2 separate regions of the Bombyx mori genome follow, and region 2 is linked to region 1. A link is a contact called in public Hi-C data. All regions are on one chromosome and are shown on one strand. Each heading gives the region's core, a stretch centred on a gene start, on an enhancer-like site or on the middle of the called end of the contact. The rest is flanking DNA. Distances are from core to core; before and after follow the strand shown.

The links. Hi-C and Micro-C count contacts between places; a contact is called where the count stands out from the background.
Region 2: a Hi-C map of posterior silk gland shows a contact between it and region 1, with 2.4 times the contacts expected there. The contact joins the enhancer-like site here to the promoter of LOC101746685 in region 1. A contact is called at or near these places in 2 of 7 Hi-C or Micro-C datasets (posterior silk gland and whole pupa).

Annotation. Positions count from the first base shown.
Region 1 is chr13:3,492,973-3,499,397 of ASM3026992v2, forward strand. It overlaps LOC101746685 (nose resistant to fluoxetine protein 6), which reads left to right and starts at 3,315. Exons shown (of 13, transcript XR_009974614.1): 1 at 3,315-3,852. LOC101744370 reads left to right here. Exons shown (of 12, transcript XM_004928055.5): 12 at 1,100-1,665. The coding sequence ends at 1,630.
Region 2 is chr13:3,528,830-3,534,848 of ASM3026992v2, forward strand. LOC101746685 (nose resistant to fluoxetine protein 6) reads left to right here. Exons shown (of 13, transcript XR_009974614.1): 4 at 2,834-3,116; 5 at 3,986-4,149; 6 at 4,430-4,598; 7 at 5,314-5,507. The region is part of intron 2 of LOC134199939; the gene reads right to left. Among protein-coding and RNA genes, the nearest start is that of Defensin2, 22 kb to the right of the region's middle. Within about 2 kb of position 1,877, at least 2 of the 8 cell types and tissues checked have open chromatin away from gene starts, as enhancers often do.

The DNA.
Region 1 (6,425 bases), core at 2,065-4,564:
CTTGGCTCTATATAGTCGGAAGTAGAGCTTATTTTAATATTTAATAGACATGCAAAACGACATTTAAATTTAGAATAAATCTGAAGATATTTAGAATTTACTCAATATATGCAGACCTTTTCTATACTCCTTTATATGCATAATTCTCATATACAAACATCCATTTTATAGTACAAACCTTATATTCATTATTTAAACCTCAACGTAGTACTAACTAACGGCTTGGTTATGCCACAGATATGGCCAAGAGTGATGGGACAAAGATTACATTTGGAGAAATTTCGGTACTTTGTAAATAGATATCATCTTTTTACATTCGTAATCATTAGAGGTTGTTTTTCAGTCACGTCAACATCATCAAAATCAAAGTTGAAGAACTTAAAACATGTATAATAAAATACGTTTTTAAAATTTTAAACAACATTTTTTTTATGATTTACGTGGTTAAACTTGGTTCTCCGTGTCATCTTCTTCAAGTTGTCAATTATGTTCTCTCGAGTGTTTAATTTATAATACGTCATTGTAATTCATTGTATGAATATCATCGAGTCAAGATGAAATTCAAAGATCAGTTATAGGAGTTTTTTAAAATTACATTATTTCTAATAGATTTTCCAAAAGGCTATATATAGAAGATTTATAGGTTTTTTCTAATTATATTATTGTTTAACAGTTTCTCAAAAAGGTTATAACTTTTGCTTTGGCATTGTTCTAAAATATTACTATTTACTTGGCATTCATCGGTAAGATACTGGATACTAAAACAGTATCTTTCGGTAACGGTATAGCTGTATCTACTAATTTGCCCACAGCAGTCAAGATAGTTTTGATTGAATTCAATGCTACCTTGACTCTCTCGGATATTTCTGATATGCTTGTGTTGAAGTTCCCATCCTAGATTATGTTAGATTTGTAGATTAGTTGTAGTATCATATTCCTGACGACTACTGCTCCCATACTATAATAATTAGCGGTGGTGTTTTACTGGGTTTTTCTTCTCGGGTGCTCTTTTCGTTTTACATGTCAATTATATGATAACGTACAACAAAATGGAAATGTAACTTTTTTGAATAATAATCTTGGGTACTTTTCTCCTCAGGTCGATTTACAGGAAATAGCAGCGATTCTGATTTCGTCAATTATCCTGACACTAACTCTAGTAATTCCAATGCAATCTTTTCATAAGCTACTAAAATTTTCATTCAAATTCGAAAATAATCTACAAAATGGGCCAAAAACAGAGAAAAATGAAACGAATTCTAAAGAACTTTATTCGAAATCAAAAGAAGAACGAGAAATCAAACAGAAACCTAGAGCTCACTTTCTAGCTCACAGAGAAGTGTTAGAAGAAATACCCGAAGAAGAAGTCGAGTATGAAATGCATAGACATAAAAATGAAGAACTAGATGAAATTGTAGAGGAAGAAGAAAACGAAGAATTAGGAGAAGTAGATCAACATCATTTTGATGAGGAATTAGATGTTATTGAAGAAGAACAAGGGGGAGAGGAGGCTTGGGTGGAAAGGGAGTATGACGAAAGACCTTATTCTAGAGAAGACAACGAACTGGATGAATGGGAGTGGACAGCTAACAATGAAGATGGTGCTCAATTTTTTCGAAACATAAGATAGCATTCTTGTTTTAATTAAACGTAATTTGAAATGTGTTTTCCGTTTTATTCACTGCTAAATTAAATTATATGCTAAATTAAAAAATAATAATATTTTATGTTTAATGGCTTAATTTAATGAGGTACTTGGAAACTTAATTATGTGTAATTTTAAACCTGTTAGATTATTAGTGGAAATGGACACTAGGGCGCATTTAGAAGAATGTAAGCGAAGAGCAGTCAATATATTAAGGATTGAGGGTGTGTCTCGGAATAGGTGGCGGAATTCACTTTGTTGTCCTGTGGGCTTCGATAGCTGCATAGGGATTACAAGACCATGAGCTCAACTACACCTAGTGTAATAGTAAATGGCCTGTGCATTAGACGCCTTCAGCTCCAACACTAGGAGCAGGCTTAGGGACCCCGGTAACCGTACTCGTCGAACTCGACAAAGAGTTCGCCGTGCAACCTAACCCATGAATCAGCTCGCTGAGTTTCTCGCCGGATCTTCTCAGCGGGTCGCGATTCCGATCCGGTAGTAGATTCATTTGCGAAGCAGCTGCTCTTGAGCTGTTAGGTCTCCTTCGGAGGCGCTCGGGTAGCTGTTAGCAAATCCCACCCCTCCTGGCTGAGCCTTTGCTCGCCCACCTGTCCTGGTGAAACTGGAAAGGCCTCCGGGCCACCAGTAAATATTCAATAAAAAAAAAAAGTAAATGGATTGTTTTCCACCGAAATTTAATCCCTTCAAGACGTCAACTATGTAGGTGAAGATTTTCTACCCAGTAGGTGTTTTTACTCGATAGAACGACACTCTAAGCTCGACGTTGTTTCTTGTATTAATTCTAGCTTATTTTGTAAGATACAAATTTGAGTTAACTTTTACGATATTCAGAACGTTAAAAATTCGCAATAAGCACACTGTTCATACATTTCTAAAAATATTGTTCAGCTCAAACATGCGCCTTACAAGTAATTGCAGCAATACTTGACAAGAATACTTTAAACAATTTCAGAAGGCTTTGTGATAGTTACTTAAGTTATGCCTGCATCCTAGAGAACATTCAAATAAAAATGGACTGTATTTTGTAATAAAGTTATACACATCCCCGTGCTCGATCGATAGTCCTCAATGCTGAGGGTTGTGCCCTCTCTGAATAACTTTCTCGCGGACCACCTAGAATAATGTAAAAACAATCTCTATGGTCGTGCTTGCCAGTAGTTGCAATGACACGATTTTGAAATTGAATGAAACAGAATTTTCACAAAAAAGAAAAGTTATAAATTTAAATTGAAAATAGATTTCAAGAGTCTATAAAGGATACACATTTTTTTTTATAATTCCTTGTCATGTTATTCCTCTGAAGCCGATTGAGATTTTTTTTTCAAATATTTCCACAAACACTTAGTAGTCCAGAATAAAAGTGATGCCGGTCACAAAGGCTTTTACACTAGTACTATCCTATTCTAAATTTATTTTATACTCTTTTATTTAATTCGTAATTTTTTCCATCAAAGGAATTTCATACTCGAAACCTCTAGTCGTTTCGGTTTTTTTTTTTTATTCTTATTAATTAATGTCAAATCGTCGGGTCGCGTGACGTCATTGGATGCATAGAGTAGATTACCATTGTAAAAAAAAATTCGGGTGCTCAGTAAAATACGTAACAATGAACCGATTACAATATCGTAATGGACAAGAGCCTTTATTTGAATCGAGGCTGTATCGACCGACTGTTAAGGTTCCGGCTAGGCACCTCAGTCAGTTGGTCAATGCGCCGCGTGCGCACGCCTTCGCCGCGATGGATTTCATGACATTCACATTACTAATATTTTTAGTAGCGGTTGTTTCCACGCAAAATTTTAACATAACAAATACCGATGCCCTCGCTAGACTAACCCCGTTATTAGATTCTAATAGAACGGTAAATGAACAAGATTTAGCGCTTTTGAATAGGACAGCCGATAAGCTCGGCTTAGATAGGGATTTAATCGCGAAATTCGTTGCGAATAGAACCGAACGAGCTTCGCAAAGGAATCCTGCTTATAACGAATACGAAGGGGACACAAAAGACACTCAAGTCAGGGTGATCGGGGAGTCTCCTGATTATGCGTCCTCAGTAGTTCTTGCGAGTGATCTGTTATCCTTAACCAGTGCTATAGCCTCTCTCAAAGATAATGCCTGCAGAGACCATGGATACAAGTTTCTGGACGGGCTACTTTTGAACAAAAGATGGGCGTTGAAGAGTAAGTACTTACTTATGTTATGTCTAAATTTTTTAGAAGATATGCAATTTTTTTCTATATAGTTAGATGAATAGAGAAGATTTTTTTTTAAAGTTAAGTTGACATTATTTCTTTTTAAATTCAAAAATTATATCAAAATTATGATTTGGCGCTATATTAGCTGTTAAATTTGAGCAAGGACACACATGTAACATATTCTAACATATTCTGGTTAGAGCAAATTAAAAAAAAAAAATGAACTCTGAGATTTAACTGCTTTGAGTTATCGTGTGATGTCTAATTTTAATAATTAATTAATTTATTATTAATTTTAATTTTAATAATTAATTTAAATAATTCTTGAAAAAACAATTATGATAGCTTTTTAAGGTTAATTTAATGTTTTCTTAATGAGCAAAGAAAATCTCATGCGATGTGTATTATCGAACTCGTAAAGTAGCAAAATAGGCTGCAGCGTTTTCTGAGTATCAAATGAGTACACTACGATTGCCAATTACCATTTTTGTGGTGGTAGCGGGAATTCTGAGTCCGCAAGGGTGGGTGCCACCATCCCACCGATCTCTCCTGCGAAGCCGTAATGCGTTCCACTATGGTTAAGGTGAATTCTCTGTTCGTGGTTCTAACGCGACGTATATGAGGAATACTGGTGCGTTCTACCAAACATTATGATTTTTAGTGAGAAAGCGTCTCACGACTCTCACGTATTCTGATCTTTTTTCATTTTTTTTATTGCTTAGATGGGTGGACGAGCTCACAGCCCACCTGGTGTTAAGTGGTTACTGGAGCCCATAGATATCTACAGCGTAAATGCGCTACCCACCTTGATATATGAGTTCTAAGGTCTCAGTATAGAACAACGGCTGCCTCACCCTTCAAACCGAAACGCATTACTGCTTCACGGCAGAAATAGGCAGGGTGGTGGTACCTACCCGTGCGGACTCACAAGAGGTCCTACCACCAGTAAAAGATCTTCCTAATAAACCCGATGCTTGTAATTTTTTGTCTTAAAGCAGGTCTGGTCTATGATACAATTTGATTTATTTTATAGCGTAGTGACCATCCACTTACGTCAAGTCTCCATGGAAATATCTTGAATTGGCAACTGCGTCATTTCAATGCAAACACTTTATTAATCAAGTTAACAAATATCTTCTATAGAAATACATACTTGAATCAAGTACTCTGTTGCTTAGTCTGTATAAGTTTTTTTAAAATGTAAAAGATGTTTCGGCTATTCACACACTACAGACTGCTTACTTTAGTCATTCACGTGTATAGGGCCAAATGCTCTTCTTGTATTTACTGATCGCGTTAACGCTGTAGGATGAGAGATAAATTTGATTTTTGTGTCTATATTTAGACGCAGAGGTGAAAGCCATATAATTCTAGCTTTCGCTCGTGAATTAATTTTTTGATAGTCACAAATAATATTTTTTTAAACTTCTATAAAAGATCCTAAACGACCTTGTTGGTATTTAGTAAATTCAACTTTAACGATGAACTTTTTAAATTTAACATATGATATATCAGAGATTGAACTAAAGCAGGATTCATCCGTATTATGTAAAAGCGCAGCGTTTATCCGCATTGTGCTTCTAGTGGTGCTTTTTGCCAAACACCGTACGGCTTTGGAATGAACTATCCTCCACCGTGTTTTCTGAGCGCTATGACATTTCCTCCGAGACGAGGTCTGCAAAGAGTACTCGGCGGTGAGCAGTACCGAACGTTAATCTGTATACAAAGATAATAAAAAGCAACTGTGCGTTTCGGTTGAAATGCGGTATATCAGTTAACCAATATTAATTGAGCCTTTGATCTTTATATCTCAAGACAGCTGCCGAAATTAACGTTGCGATTTTACGAACGCTCCGGTAACTACTTAAAATAAAAAGATTGCTTTGCTCGTATCAATAACTACTGGTGGTAGGACCTCTTGTGAGTCCGTGCGGGTAGGTACCACCACCCTGCCTATTTCTGCCGTGAAGCAGTAATGCGTTTCGGACTGAAGGGTGGGGCAGCCATTGTAACTATAATAATAATAATACTAATATAACACTTTACACCATATGTACAAGGTAAGCATATAAAAACAAATAATAGTCGGTGACATAAATTGGCGGCCTTATCTCTGAAAGCGATCTCTTCCAGGCAACCTTGCAGGGAGAGGAATAAGCGAACTGGACGGTGCTATATCTTAATAAACTTACATAAAAATATATACTTATACACACATGTGAAAAATAAATACAATATAAGATAGACTTAAATACGATTAAATGCAAATAAATACTAAAAATATGAAAGTAAATACAAAATACAAAATAAGTAGCAACTATACTGAGATCTTAGGACTTATATCTTTTAACACCAGGTGGGCTGTGAGGTCGTCCACATGTCTAAGCAATAAAAAAAAAACTAGTGTAAAAAATACAACGCGATTTTTCTTTTTCGCTCGGTACTAATTTGAAAATTACACTGTATTTTGTCGATTCAACAAAGTAAACAGGTTAAACGTGACCATTAAGTCAATAACAATACTCATCGAGAAAATGCTGATTTTCAAAAAAGCATCC
Region 2 (6,019 bases), core at 627-3,126, 34 kb after region 1:
TCGAAAGGCACTAACTATGATTTGGCGGTACGTTGCGTCAAGGAGCAGTGGGCTCATCTAGTCAATTTGTCTTACGTGTAAAGAGCGCGACGTTAAAACGCAGCGCTAAGTATAGTAACCGGCAAACATCTTGAGCAAATGACCTTGACTGCGCAGAACCGAATTTTAGATCACTTTGGTGGTGAGGGTGAGGCGCGGCGCCAGGGGAAATCGTATCGAGCGCGTTATTGGTAGATCAGTCGAACCTTGCGCCCCGCACCGCGCCCTCGTTCCGCTTGCTCCCAAAAGTACGCTTGCGTACAGTAAAAAGTCTATCGTTATTAATCGTTAAGTTATTTGTTATAATTGCTTGTTGACTTTGTTGCCATTGCTATTTGTTGAGTGTTTGTTGATTTTTTATAAAAAATACACTATGCCGCGACAAACTGGTGTAGTAATCAAAAGAAAGGGTAGAAAAATTGTGTACGACGTATATTGCTTCATTATAAAACAGGGGAAAAATAATATGAAAAAAGTAAAACAGACTTCGGAAACAACAAAAACACCAGTGAGTACTGTTAGGTGCATTATTAGCGAAGCTAAAGGCTCTGGCTTGCTCGCCGTGTTTGGGACTCCGGGTAAGAAAAGATCAGGGAAGAAGAAAGTTACCGGAATGGATAGTTTCGTTCAATCTGTAATAAAAAGATGTAATCATAATAACTACATAACAAGCAGCGAAACTCCGTACCGTAGAAAGGCTTCGAAAAATTTAAAGAAGATATACATTTTAATGGCTCGGAATGAAGTTTACGACGAATTATGAAAGAGCTAGGCTTCAGATGAAAAAAAAAACAGAAAATAATCGGAAGCTGGTAATTGAAAAAAGTAACATTCGATTACTACGAATCGAATACATATCTTAAAAAAATAATTAATTATAGACAAAAAAGAAGATCGAACGACCGAGTTGTAAACTATACCGATGAGCCCTATGTCGACTCATCACGATGATAGCGACTCGGGTGATGAAAACAGTGATGATGATGATGGTCAAGATTATGATAACGAAAAAAAAATTACAAATACCAGCTTCGCTTCAACTGAACCAAGACCTGGCAACAGCTCTAGTTGACTTGACTTAATAGAAGGAATATCTATTTTACCCCAAGATTAAATTATTACAATTATTAACCTATATTTTTTGTTGATGTTCTAATAAATATATAAATAAATACATATGTTTATTTTAATAATTTAATTGCATTATGACGCAGCGTAAATAATGTTTTTGCACGTGAGTGTACCATGCGCAAACTTACCCCCACTACGTCAACAAATGCTCAAGAAGTTTGCCGGCTATTATACGCGTTTTTTTTTTTTTTTGCTTTGATGTGTGGACGAGCTCACAGCCCACCTGGTGTTAAGTGGTTAATGGAGCCCATAGACATCTACAACGTAAATGCGCCACACACCTTGAGATATAGTTCTAAGGTCTCAGTATAGTCACAACGGCTGCCCCACCCTTCAAACCGAAACGCATTACTGCTTCATGGCAGAAATAGGCGGGGCGGTGGTACCTACCCGTGCGGACTCACAAGAGGTCCTACCACCAGTAAAAAACGTTTGACGAAGCCTTAAGATCGAAATTTGTACTACGTTACTTTCTAATTGGGTCGCAGTCCCCATCTGTGCAGTATAGCAAAATATTCTAGTGTTGATAGTTGATACTGCCGAATATAAATACTGCGGATACAAATACTAGTACATAGCTGCTTGAGGAGCAAAATAAAGATTCCAAAATCGTATAATGAATAAAACGGTCCACGAGGTACCAAATAAACGAACACAATGAAAATAGCAAAACTTGTAATCAAACGAAAACTTGTTATATTACTAGAAGGCGCGCAACATTGCGAGCAAAACAAACATATTCCGTAAGCTACGTCTTCCTCGCTTCCTTTTTCCTATTTATTTATGACGTATGATGATAGATCACTCGTGGAAAGTTAATATTATTGTTCATTAACTCTTTGGCTGCTTTTTTATGACACAAAACTGCTTCTTTGGTTTGAACTTTCGTTGTGTATATGAATACGAAAGCTGTAGAAATGTGAATAGAAACTAGTTCAGAAAACGGGTATTGATATATCCGTCATCAAAAATGTTTAATATTTTATAGCTGTTTGTTCGTTTGAAAATCCGAAGCATCAAAGTCAACAGCTGTAACTATTTCTTTGAAAATATTTTGCAATTAATTAATATTAAATGAATTATGTACTCAATGTAGTGAAATATGCTTCACGGTCATAGTTCCTATGGCAGAGGCTGGGGATATACATACATAAATAATCAATTACATTAATCTGAAAACACCAATTTGTGTAGACACCCGTTTCAATTATGTAATTGGGAGTTCAAAATATATTTTTTTTATTGCCGTGTAGGCAGACGCGCATACGGCCCACCTGATGGTGAGTGGTTACCGTCGCTCATGGACGTCAGCAATGCCAGGGGCAGAGCCAAGCCGCTGCCTACCGTTTAATACTCTCCACAAGCCTCGTTTGAAGAAGGACATGTCATAGCGCTCGGGAAACACCGTGGAGGGGAGCTCATTCCATAGCTGGATGGTACGTGGCAAAAAAGATCTCTGGAAACGCACTGTCGATGAACGTAGTGGCTCCAGGTAGTATGGATGAACTGTACTCCGGTGGCGGGCGGTGCGATGGTAAAAGCGAGATGTCGGTATCATCTCAAACAATTCCTCAGAGGAATGGTTCCAATAGTGAATGGTGTTTAAAAAAAATTGTAAATTAAATTAGCGCATAATAATGAGCTGCATATTTTGTGTTCGCAGGTCCTTAATTCTCGTGTTCATGACCATTCTAACACTTAGCACCATTTTCGAAATCTTCATCATCTACATGGGGAAGAAAAAGGATTCCGTGATCACGGAACTGATAACGTCATTCTCTGTCATCAATAATGTAAAGAAGATTATATCAACGAAACAGCAGGGAAATCTTGGCTTAGAATGCGTAACTGGGATCAAAGCGCTGTCTATGATCTTTATTTTGGGCGGCCATGCCTGTCTATTCATAGCCAGTGGACCTGTTATGGATGCTACTGCTTGGGATAGAGTGAGTTGTCTTTTTATATTATATTGCGGACAGATTTGTCAAGTATCACCATCTAAGCTTGTAGAGGTGGATCATCTTGTGAGGCTGCCTGAGTAAGAATCACGATCCTGCCTATTTCAGCCGTGATGTAGTAATGCGTTCCAGATTGAAGGATGCTACAACTGCTGTACTATAGAACTCATGTCTCAAAGTGGCGACTTTTACGTTGTGGGCTTTCTATGGGCTTTGTTAACTACTTGTTTCAAGTTGGCCGGCAGTTAGTTCACCCGTCGAAGCAATTAAAAAAATCTCAATTATAGTTTCCACAAAATTATCATTGCTTCTAATTTGGTAGCCATAGACTTCGTTCGAGTGATGAGACAGACAGCGGTAGGCAGCGGCTTGGTTCTATCCTTGGTATTACTCGTCCATAAGTGACGGTAACCACTCACCATCAGATAGGCCAGATGTTCGTGTGCCTGCAAACGCAATAAAAAAGACAAAACAGCCAACAGTATTAAGTCTGTAACCATTCAACTCCGAATACACAGAGAGTTCCTCTTTCATCTTTGTCTTATATTTTTTGAACGTTTACATGCTATATATTCCAACGTATATTATAAGAAAATGCAAGCTGGACTATGTTGAAATCTTGGACTAATATATTTTGATTGTTCTCGTAATTGCTTACTCCGAATTACTTGTTTTTGTATCTTACTGATAATGGTTTTTAGGAAAAAACTTTAGCAATGCTCATTTTTTGGCTCTTTTAAAAATAGCGTTTCTTACAGCGGTTATTTGAAATATGTAGCCCAAATCCTATTAGTAGATATTATTATTTATTACATTTCTTAAATTTTTTATAGTAAAATGTAATCCCATTATTCTAGCTAATCAGAACACCGCTAAATGGTTTCATGTTGAACAACGCTTTGCTCGTGGACACATTCTTGTTCCTGAGCGCTTTTCTCTTTTGCCGACTTCTTCTCATAGAACTGGATAAAAGACGAGGAAAACTTAACGTTATTCCAATTTTGGTATTCCGGTATATCAGGTTAGTAATCATTTTGATACATATGTGTAGGTATTTATTGTGATATAAGTTAAAGGTTAGGAACGAACATCTTAGTTCTAATAGAAGATTTTATTTCGGAGTTGTTCGTTATTAATTGTAATTGTTACTAAGTAATGTTTTTTAAGTTTTAAATTTTGCCATAACTAAAGCCTTGCAATTTACTTACAAAGATTCCCAAAGTGGCATCCCAGAACACTTCACACTGACTCATCACGATACATTGTTTTTAAGTGCTGAATATCTACATTTTTGTCTAAAGGGTAACTCCGGCATATGCAGTTATCATATTATTCTATATGACTTGGTTCCCGAAGATCGGAGAGGGCCCGCTATGGGATGATCGACTGCTACTAGAGCGTGAGCGCTGCATGGAATCCTGGTGGGCTAATATCTTATACATCAATAACTACGTGAACACTGACCAAATGGTAATTGCTTTTTTTATAGATTTTTACGGTTCAATTTACTTGGTTATGATTTGGCACAAGTCTGTGGTTTTTGCCACATCTATTTTTACATAATGAATTCGTTTATGGTTTTTATTGAATAAACACTATTTATTTCTTGATCCGTACTTGTGATCTTTTGTACATGTCTAAAATCCGATCTTTGGTAAGTTTTTCTTTGTGATGAGATATTTACACGATAAAAGTATTTGTGAAGGAATTTCTTGTTAATATCGAAGAATGTGGTCTCAAAGTACAAATGTTTCTATGACTACAAATTCCGTTTGTGGATTTCGTCAAAATAAAAACATTCCGTCTGTATAGTTCGAATGACAATGCTGTACAATAGCTTATTTTGTGAAAGTATTCAGATATTTTAGATATAAATATTTTGTTATTTAAGTTTATCAACATTTTTGTGGTAGTCAAGTACAGTAGCTAAAAGAAAGTCCATGTATTGGTCTATCCATCTAAGGATGTTTAACTCTTATGAAGAAAAAGTATTGCAGAATTAGGCTTAGGAAATTGGTCAAGGTCGCTAAGAACTGGATCAACATTATGCAGATTTAATTTTATTAAATGTTTCCTCATATTACACCATATTATTACGTGTCTTCATGTTACAACATATTACGGAAAGCAACATAAAATATTCTTATGATAAAACTTTAGATTAATTGTATTTTAATATTTTCAGTGCATGTTCCAATCATGGTATTTATCTGTGGACACACAGTTATTCTTTGTGGCTCCGATATTCATCTACAGCCTGTGGCGTTGGAGGAAGTTTGGTACTTTTCTTCTGTCATTCGCTATTTTGGTGTCTATGTTGGTTCCATCTGTCATCACGTACAAAGACAAATTGGATCCAACGTTATTGTTTTTTGCCAAGTAAGTTCTATATTTTTTACCACTGATTCTAATTTATTTCTATTATTTATATCTATTTATTTTTTCACTAGTGATAGGATCTCTTGTGAGTCCGCGGGGTAGGTACCACCGCCCTGCCTATTTCTGTCGTGAAGCAGTAATGCGTTTCAGTTTGAAGGGTGGGGCAGCCGCTGTAACTATACTTGAGACCTTAGAACTTATATCTGAAGGTGGGTGGCGCATTTACGTTGTAGATGTCTATGGGCTCCAGTAACTACTTAACACCAGGTGGGCTGTGAGCTCGTCCATCCATCTAAGCAATAAAAAAAGTACCGTAAAGTTCATAGATTAAATCAGTGATATATAAGAGGGACTTTTCAATGCATTACAATAAATATCGCACCATGGCTTAATGGTAAACATGACCAGAGTACTGATATTAATCTATGAGCGTTCAAAACCCTATCATAAAGGGAGCTGCTCCTATGAACTACCAGGAAATGTCCATGGTCTATTACCAAACTTTCTGATCA